Regions from separate parts of the Hordeum vulgare genome. Here all the other regions are linked to region 3. Evidence: chromatin contacts called from public Hi-C data. All regions are on one chromosome and are shown on one strand. Each heading gives the region's core, a stretch centred on a gene start, on an enhancer-like site or on the middle of the called end of the contact. The rest is flanking DNA. Distances are from core to core; before and after follow the strand shown. Region 1 overlaps LOC123444359 (serine/threonine-protein phosphatase 7 long form homolog). Region 2 holds the start of LOC123444367 (glucan endo-1,3-beta-glucosidase 13). Region 3 holds the start of LOC123444362 (phosphatidylglycerophosphate phosphatase PTPMT2-like).

Region 1 (2,700 bases), core at 135-2,634, 290 kb after region 3:
CAAGTACCTGAACATATGATCATGCAAATTGCAAAGTTTAAGATGTGCAGGGAAAGACGAGAGTTATGTTCCCATAATGCACGATAAATCAACGGTGAATGCCTTACTTGTCCCTCGTAGAAGCAGCCTTCTCCTGGACTTGTTGAAGCTTTTCCCTGTCATCCACAATGGCCAGAACAGCCTCGGCCTTCTTGCGCACATTGAGCCCAACATCTTTTCCATTAGGCTCCACAAACTCAAATTTTGTGAGTTTCTTCACAAAGAAAACCAGCATCATGGCAAGGTAAATATTATACTCCAGAACGAAATATATATACACACACGGAAATATATACAACGGAATGAGCCACAACGGCACATACCGCAATCTGTGGGCTGTTGTCAATAATTTCCTCGACTGCGCGCTCAGTGGCATTAGCCAGAAGATACTCAGCCACAGCCAGGGCCTGCAAGTGAAACAAACATCCTGTCACCAAGGAACAACCCAGAGCAGACAAGGAGTGGACTCATCACAATTCTCAATTCCAATTCGAGCTCATCACCTTGTACAGGTGACGCCAGTTTGCGTCGGTGTTGCACAGCCGTTGCCACAGTACCTTCATGATCATCTGGCATTCGCCGCTGAAAGCAGAGAGAGCGACGACTCGATCAAAATGTGCACACACACAAAAAAATACTCAATACCCTCTATTTAAAGAGATCAAGTGATGAGGAGGATTCGAATTGGAGCGTTTTGCACTCACATATTCCTGGTGGCCCGTGCATGTCCGCCATGTCCGAACCGTGAGGCCCCCACGGCTCATCGCTGGTCGCGTCAAGAACCTGTTTATGCACAAAATTTCAGACAAGACAGCTACACCATGGACCTTCCTTCCTTCCCTACGGCCAAATTACACAGGCGGAGGAGAAGCACGATCAATCAAACCTTCTGCTCGATCTCTGGCACCTTGAGCACCTTGAGATTGACCTCTCTCTTTCTGGGAAACGGGGGACCGCGTCCGAGGTCAGCGCACAACAATCAAATCAAAACGAGAAAAGAAAAAAAGGAATCAGGGTCTTACATCTCCCGGACGGTGTGATCGAGCACCTTCATGATCCCATCCATGGCTGGGAAGAAGGCGAGAGCGAAGAAGAGAAAGGGGCGGGGGGCGGAGACTTGCGACCCTGCGGAGTTTTCTTCTCGCCGATGGCGTAGGAGCGATGGCGGTGGCGGTGGCGTGGCGACGCGAAGACGGAGACGGGGTCTGGAGAGGGGCGCCGCGGAAATAACGCCGCTGGCGGCAGTCAGCGCCCGGACCGGACCCTGTGTGGCGATCGCTGCACTGGACTTGTTCTGTGTGGCGGGCGATCGCTGCACTGGACTTGTGACTCGGACCGTCGTCCCTTGGGCTTGTTCACGTGTGCGGTATGAAAGCCCAATTGCTGGCGGCCCATATTTTCTTCTCCTACACATCTTCGCCTGAAGCTGATATTCAGACGATTCTCAAGAAATAAAAATATTTGCTATTCAGACGTGGAAGGTGTAAATACAGTCGCTGGATTAGACTTGGGACATTTGTTAACGAAGAGATATGCCAGCTAAATGACCCTCAAAAATAAACATGCCAGCTACAAAAGTACCTGCACGACTAATAAACAAATAATGGATTGAATCACTTAGCCAACATCAATAGGCTATATGTCAGGCTGCATAACAAACTGAATAATGTCAGCAAAAATGAAATGCCAATCACGGCAAACTCCGAAAGGCAGCATCAGCTACAATCTAATCCCTACATATGTGACATACAAAGCTGGAATTGGCGTCATGTCTCTCCTCTGACTTTGAGACAGATGAACTACGGGTGCGAGGAAGGAGCACCGTTACAACCGTTATTGTTTTCCTCCTCCACGTCCTCGTGTTCTGCAGTCGCGACATCGTCACCTTCCAGTTTGACATCGGCGCTCTCTTGTGGAGAGGGCGCAACATCGAAGCCATTATTTTCCTCACACGTGGACATGGGTTCGACCACCTGTACACCATTTTCCATTTCGGCAGGGTGTCCAGCTTGATCAACATCCTCGGTGTGCTGTGGAATAGCAAAGTCTGCTGCCTCACAGTTCTCAATCGCTAATGAAGCTGAGTCACAGTTTTCGTGCACTTCCAGTAGTAAACTGTCGACACAGTGGTTTACCTCGTCCATAGGTTCGAGGCCCAACGTAGCCTGCTCCATTGTGTGAAGGTCCTCATCTTCCTGATATTGACCCTCTTGATTGTCACATATGATGTTCTGGTCAGCTTCAAGCAAAAGCAAAGGCTCGTGATGGGCAGCAGCTGAGCCAGTAGCTGAATCAAAAGGCGGAGCCGCTGGGCCACCGCTTTCCTTGATCTCACCAAGATCACTGAGGACATCTTCAAAGCCATGCAGAAATTCAAAAACTAAGGCTTGTGTGGCCGTATCAGCTGCGGATGCCATGGCTGTCTTGGCCTTCTTCATCATACCATGCAGCTTATCAACCTACAGGAATGAATTCATCTTCAGTACTGACTCAGTATGCATGAACTATTTGGACAAGCTTCAATTCAAATCGTATTAGTATATAGAGAGAAATATTAGTTCAGTCAACTGTGGAATCTAATCATATAAATGTGATGAGTTAATTAGGTTTACCGCTTTGCGGATCATAGGAGATTTGGCTTTGTACTGAAGATCAGAGGAA
Region 2 (2,700 bases), core at 116-2,615, 430 kb before region 3:
AAGATGGAATCGACCTGCGCATCAAACATGTTTGTGTAGACCAACCCAGTGTTGGGGTCAATCACGCCCTGGGACTGCGGCGAGAAGAGGGCGTAGTTCAGCGAGACATTGCTGGGCGAGTTCTGGTAGGCGTAGTAGGGATACAGATCGACCATGAAGGGCGCCTGGTTCTCCACGAGGAACTCCAGCATGGGCTTGAGGAAGTGCGCGTAGCTGCTGTTGAACGCCCCCGCGGACGGCGGGAACGAGCGGGAGAGCACCCCGAGCGAGTGCGTGCTGGAGATGGTGATCTTCTTGTGCAGGCCGACCTTCTTGAGGGCGGCCTGCACGTTGCGCATGGCCGGCACGACGAGGGAGGAGACGTTGATGGTGCTCTCGGTGATCTCGGCGCCGACGGTGATGTAGGTGATGGCGGTGGCCGGGTAGTAGGGGAGGATGCTGTTCTTGAGCCAGGTGTCGACGTTGGACTGGTACTGCGAGAAGGCGAGGAGGTCGGCGTTGGGGACGCCGACCATGAGCTCCACGCTGGTGTTGGCGAAGGCCTTGATGACGTCGACGTTGGCGTCGTAGATGCGCACGTACTTGATGGACTGCTGCTGGATGAGCTGCGCCACCTTGTCGGGCCCCGGCAGGTCGTCGGCGTTGCGGCCGTAGCAGATGCCGGTCTTGCCGCCGTGGCAATGCCCTGCAAGCGCAAAAACAGCCACACATCAGGATTCAGGAGCGCGCAATCTCTCTTATTTTAGCGCCCATTTATTTCCAGGATCCTTTAATCTATCTCATGCCAGGAAAACAATCAATCTACTCCCCCCAAAAGGTGATGGACATGGGGATTAGATGATTATATTTCCCCCCAAACGCCAAAAGAAGACATATATTCGTCGGACATCATCACGGTCACGGCACCATACGCACTGCAGGTAGCTAGCACTCAGCGGGAAGCAAAGCATCTAGCAGGCACTCGGCGCGCGGTTAACTGAGAGTTCACATTCCAAAAGGGCGAGTATTCAAGTACCAGCAAGAAGACGAGCCGGGGGAGCATATGGTTCAAGAACTCACCTATGAGCAGCAAGAAGAGGAACGCGGAGAACGCCGCCGCATGCCGCCGCGCCATTGGCGTCCCGACCCCGAGCTGTGCCTCCTCCTCCGCTATCCCCGCCGATAAGACCTTGGTCTGTGCTGGCTGCGCGGCCGGAGGGTGTGACCGTTGAGTGGAGTGAAGCAGAGGGGAGGAAGAGAGGAGAGAGGAGGACGGAGCGAGGGAGGCACGGGGTGATGCCTGACGCTGGCCACTGGGCGACTGGGCTCAGGCGGTGCAGCGGGGCAGTGCGTGGAATGGAGTGCGTGCGTGACTGTCGCTCGCGGCGGGCGGAAGCGGAAGCGGACGCGAGGGGGTGCCTTATAAAATTGGGTTGAGGGTGTTTAAACAAAGGGCGCACGGGTCCGGGATGGAGACGAGGGGAGGAATTTCCTCAGGGAAAAAAAGTAGCGACGAATGTTCGCTGGACCGGGACCACAAGGCTTAGGTTGAAGCGTGAGCTCACGGGGTCGTGGTAAAAAACGACCTTGAAACATTTGGTTTGTATTGAGTGAGGCCAACGCACGATCTCAGTCAAACACTCTCCGTTTTTCGTCTGCTTTCGTTTTATCTTTGATTTAAATTTAAAATCGTATTTGTATTGAAACGAACAACACGTGGACGGATGGGATACGTGTCTTCGTTCTCCCGAGGCCCATCCATCGGGGACATCATTGTCCCTCCTTTTAGAACATGTTACTTCATGTTTGATTTTGATAATTGATGATAATTTTTATGAATTAATGGTTGCTTTGAGTTATATTTAAAGGATTTTTTTCATAAACATTTTTTGAAGTCTATTTGGTAGTTTAAAGGAATTTATGTGATTACAAAAGGTGGTATTTAAGAATCCTCTATTACTAAATAGCTACAACTCACTACCTAATTTTCTTACCCATGCAATCATGACACATAAACAAGTATGCATGCAAGATATCAATAACATCTTTTGCATTACCCTACGCATGCATGCAATGGTGCCACATCATCTACTCATGCATATTAATCATAAATAGTTTCTTGCATTAGAGTTCATCCTTCATATTTTGTTAGAAATTACATTTTAACTATAATTTTCACTCTTTTTTATACACTTCGTATTTTATTGTTTTTGAGCTTACATTCACTTTTCATTAGTTTTAGATTTGTTATAACAACTATTTATTCATATTTTAACAATGTTTTCGCTGCAACGCGCGGGGCATCATCTAGTTTATCCAAAGATTGATCATGTGAGAGTTGGGTTTATTGCAAGCATGTCTTAAAGAAGAAGATTGTGTGAACATTCATGCTTACCTTCAAGACATCATCTTTATAAAGAGAAGATAAGTCTCAAGGTTCATCAAGACCAAGTCAAAGAGTGAATCAAGTTGACCAAGTCAAAGATAAGTCTCGATATACTAATCATTGTCCATTACACTTTGTGTACTAACTACTACCCATGTCTTCATGAGTTTTTTATGTGAGGTTGGTGAAAGTGCGTTATATCGACTAGAGGGGGTGAATAGGCGATTTTTATGAATTCGTCACTCGGGAATTTCCCTGTGAGGAAATTGCTAAGTCACGAACAACTTGCAGCGGAATAACTACTCACGCGTAAGCTTAACATGGCAACAACATGG
Region 3 (2,700 bases), core at 55-2,554:
CAATCCCATGGGCCTGGAAAAAGAAGGTGCGTTACTCATCAGTACATATTTGTTTTGCTATAATTGAAAAAAAAACAGTAGAATGATGGGGGATGCCTGCAAATCAACCACAATATGGATGGAATTGCACTTATTAATTCAAATTCAAAATGCAAATAAAATCACACAACAATGGAATCAACTAATGTAAAATTTACCTGGTACAAGGACATTGGCACCAGAGTCTCATAAGGCTCATTCAATGTTACAACTCCCTGAACTCCAAGTTGCTTCAAACGTGGAACATCACTTGGGAAAGGAACGGCTCCTAGCAAAATACACTGCACATGGAGGTTGGACAAATTAGGCGGTCGGTCTTTGTAGCAGAGACAAGTCACAGTATACACATCAAAATACTAAAATGCGCAAAGCAAAAATCACAACACCTAAGAACAGCAATCAAGGCATGCTATCTAGGGATGCATGCGTCCTTTCAGCTTGGAGCGTCACTGCGCCAGAGGCAATCATGGAACCAGTCAAGCAGATGTAAACCTTATATAGAAGCCCCAAGTATAGATGGCACTACCCAAAAAGTATAGATGGCACCGAAAAATCCCTGATGAAAAACCGGTGCTCAAAAATCACACCCTTCACCAGTTTACAAAAGTGACATCCTATCATCCAATCCTATGAACGGCAGGTAGACCAATTTATCGAACAAGAATCGCTCAATACTACTCCATATGCATACACTATGGGCATATAATCCCAAACAAAGTACGTAATCAGGAAATCCGCTTAAAGGCAGGGTCAGCACCTGGTCGACGCGGTCCCACCACCGGAACTCGGCCTCGAATTGGTTGCGCAGGACGTTGTAGAGGAGCGTCGGGTAGAAGAGCACCCTGGCCCCGGCGCCGACGAGCGCGCGCTTGGCCCTCAGCCGCACGACCTCTCCGCCCCCGCCACCGGCGCAGGCCTCCTCCTGCTCCTCCCCCTCCACCGGCCTCCCGTCGCCGTCCCCCAGCTCGCGAATCCTCATGCGCCTCCCCTCCTCTCCCGAAACAGCCCGAGGCCCCGACCCTACGCGCCCGCCGGGACGCCTCCCGAAACCAGCAGATCCGCGGGGGGGCTTTGAGGGGGGAGGTTCGCGGATCGAGAGGCGTGGCGGCTCGGGCTTCTGCTCTGAGGAGGAGACGCGAGAAATGGGAAGAGTGTGGGCTGTGGGGACAAAACCTCAGGAGAAGGCTGCGGGGACGAAAACAGGTGGCGAGTCTGCTGAATCGGATCCAGGGGAGGTGGAGGGGGCTGATGGTCCGGGCTTTGGGTGGGTTGTTTGTTGGTTGGTGGGATTTATTGGTGGACAAAACGTGGGTGCGTTTATCTCCGCAGGTCCTTCCACGCTCGAGTAATTGCGCGTTTTCATCAGAAACAGTTCTGAGCAGCGTGCTCCTTTTCTTTCTTGGTAGTAGTAGGTGCAACAGATCTTCAAAGCTTTCTTCGTTACTCCATGTATGATGTGTGTTGTGTACACTCTAAAAGGACACAACTCCTATAAAAACATGTTATTTCCACAGAGCAATTACATGTATATTTGTAGTCTGGAGCGAAACCTTTGAAGGTGTTAACTTACGGAAAAAAAAGGCATTATCCTATCAAACGAGAAATGGTGCACTTGTAAACAATGCGAACAATTGGGCATGCTAAGCAAGCAATCTTCTTTTGACGAATTGTTTGCTTGAATGTCGCTAACAAGCTTATATGGTATTATCTTACCTGCAACTTTCATGATTTATTTTACCCAGAGCTTTTATGATTTTATTAACCGGGTGACAATTTCTTTTACAGGGATAATGGAGTGACGATAATTCTTCATATGTTCATTGACGAGCACGAGTCAAGAATAACACATCCACGAAAACATATAAAACTTCACACATCGGCGAGGAACAAGGCAAAGGGTTGTTGGTGACAAGGACTTGCATTTGACCTAGATCATATCCCCCATCAACGGAGCTATGGAAGCGTTCGGAAGAATGTAAAGTTGGCACCACAGAACGGATCATGACATTGCCTCACAGCTTACACAAGGCGCTCATGAACACTATACCAACCTAACCCGACTATATAAAAGTATAATATAACAAGAAAATAAAGACCAGTTCGAAAGCCACCTTGTAATAAACGGAGAGGGGCACGGAGACCATTACGGGAGAAGGAAAGGGTGCGGACGGGAAACCGCCTGCCTAATCGCGCACCAATAATCCCAGGCGCGGTGAAGCGCCCAGTCACCGCCCGAAACGGCCGGATTCTCGTCGGAGCCCAGCCGCGCGATTTCCCGCGTCCGGGAGCGAGAAAACGGCCGTTGGTTTTGGAGGGCCGTGGAACGAGTGGACCGCGGCGAGCTGGCGTCGTCAGTGGTGCTGGTGGGGCGTCACGCGGCTCGTATCGTACGCGTGCGCTGCCCCCTCGTCGCGCCGGCCGCCCGTTTCCTGCTTTGCTGTGGGCTCCACGTGGGCGGTGCCCGGTTGGACGCATCCTACTGTTCGATGATGCTGTGCGTGGGCGGTGGGCCCACGGCGGCTCGGGTCCTTGCGAGCGATCATGGCGTGTGTGGCCCATGTGCGTTGTGACTCTGGTGACTGGTGGGTCCGCTACACTATTTCACTCGGGTGACCGGTGGTCGGCAAGTCTTTATCCTTTTTCTTTGGGGCCTGCTACGCA

What was found. A called contact is a pair of places that touch in the nucleus more often than the background predicts.
Region 1: a Hi-C map of seedling shows a contact between it and region 3, with 5 times the contacts expected there. The contact joins the enhancer-like site here to the promoter of LOC123444362 in region 3. A contact is called at or near these places in 2 of 6 Hi-C or Micro-C datasets (leaf and seedling).
Region 2: a Hi-C map of seedling shows a contact between it and region 3, with 2.3 times the contacts expected there. The contact joins the promoter of LOC123444367 here to the promoter of LOC123444362 in region 3. A contact is called at or near these places in 1 of 6 Hi-C or Micro-C datasets (seedling) and 1 of 1 datasets of contacts at active chromatin or transcription factors (embryo).

The regions. Positions count from the first base shown.
Region 1 is chr3H:477,628,350-477,631,049 of MorexV3_pseudomolecules_assembly, reverse strand. It overlaps LOC123444359 (serine/threonine-protein phosphatase 7 long form homolog), which reads right to left. Exons shown (of 4, transcript XM_045121050.1): 3 at 2,652-2,700; 4 at 1,630-2,498. The coding sequence ends at 1,839. It also overlaps the pseudogene LOC123444360. Among protein-coding and RNA genes, the nearest start is that of LOC123444359, 3.9 kb to the right of the region's middle. Within about 2 kb of position 1,384, at least 3 of the 3 cell types and tissues checked have open chromatin away from gene starts, as enhancers often do. A contact at or near this core is called in leaf and seedling, where this site is marked.
Region 2 is chr3H:478,352,621-478,355,320 of MorexV3_pseudomolecules_assembly, reverse strand. LOC123444367 (glucan endo-1,3-beta-glucosidase 13) reads right to left here and starts at 1,365. Exons shown (of 5, transcript XM_045121060.1): 1 at 1,060-1,365; 2 at 1-685. The coding sequence starts at 1,114.
Region 3 is chr3H:477,922,337-477,925,036 of MorexV3_pseudomolecules_assembly, reverse strand. It overlaps LOC123444362 (phosphatidylglycerophosphate phosphatase PTPMT2-like), which reads right to left and starts at 1,304. Exons shown (of 6, transcript XM_045121052.1): 1 at 797-1,304; 2 at 198-320; 3 at 1-13. The coding sequence starts at 1,018.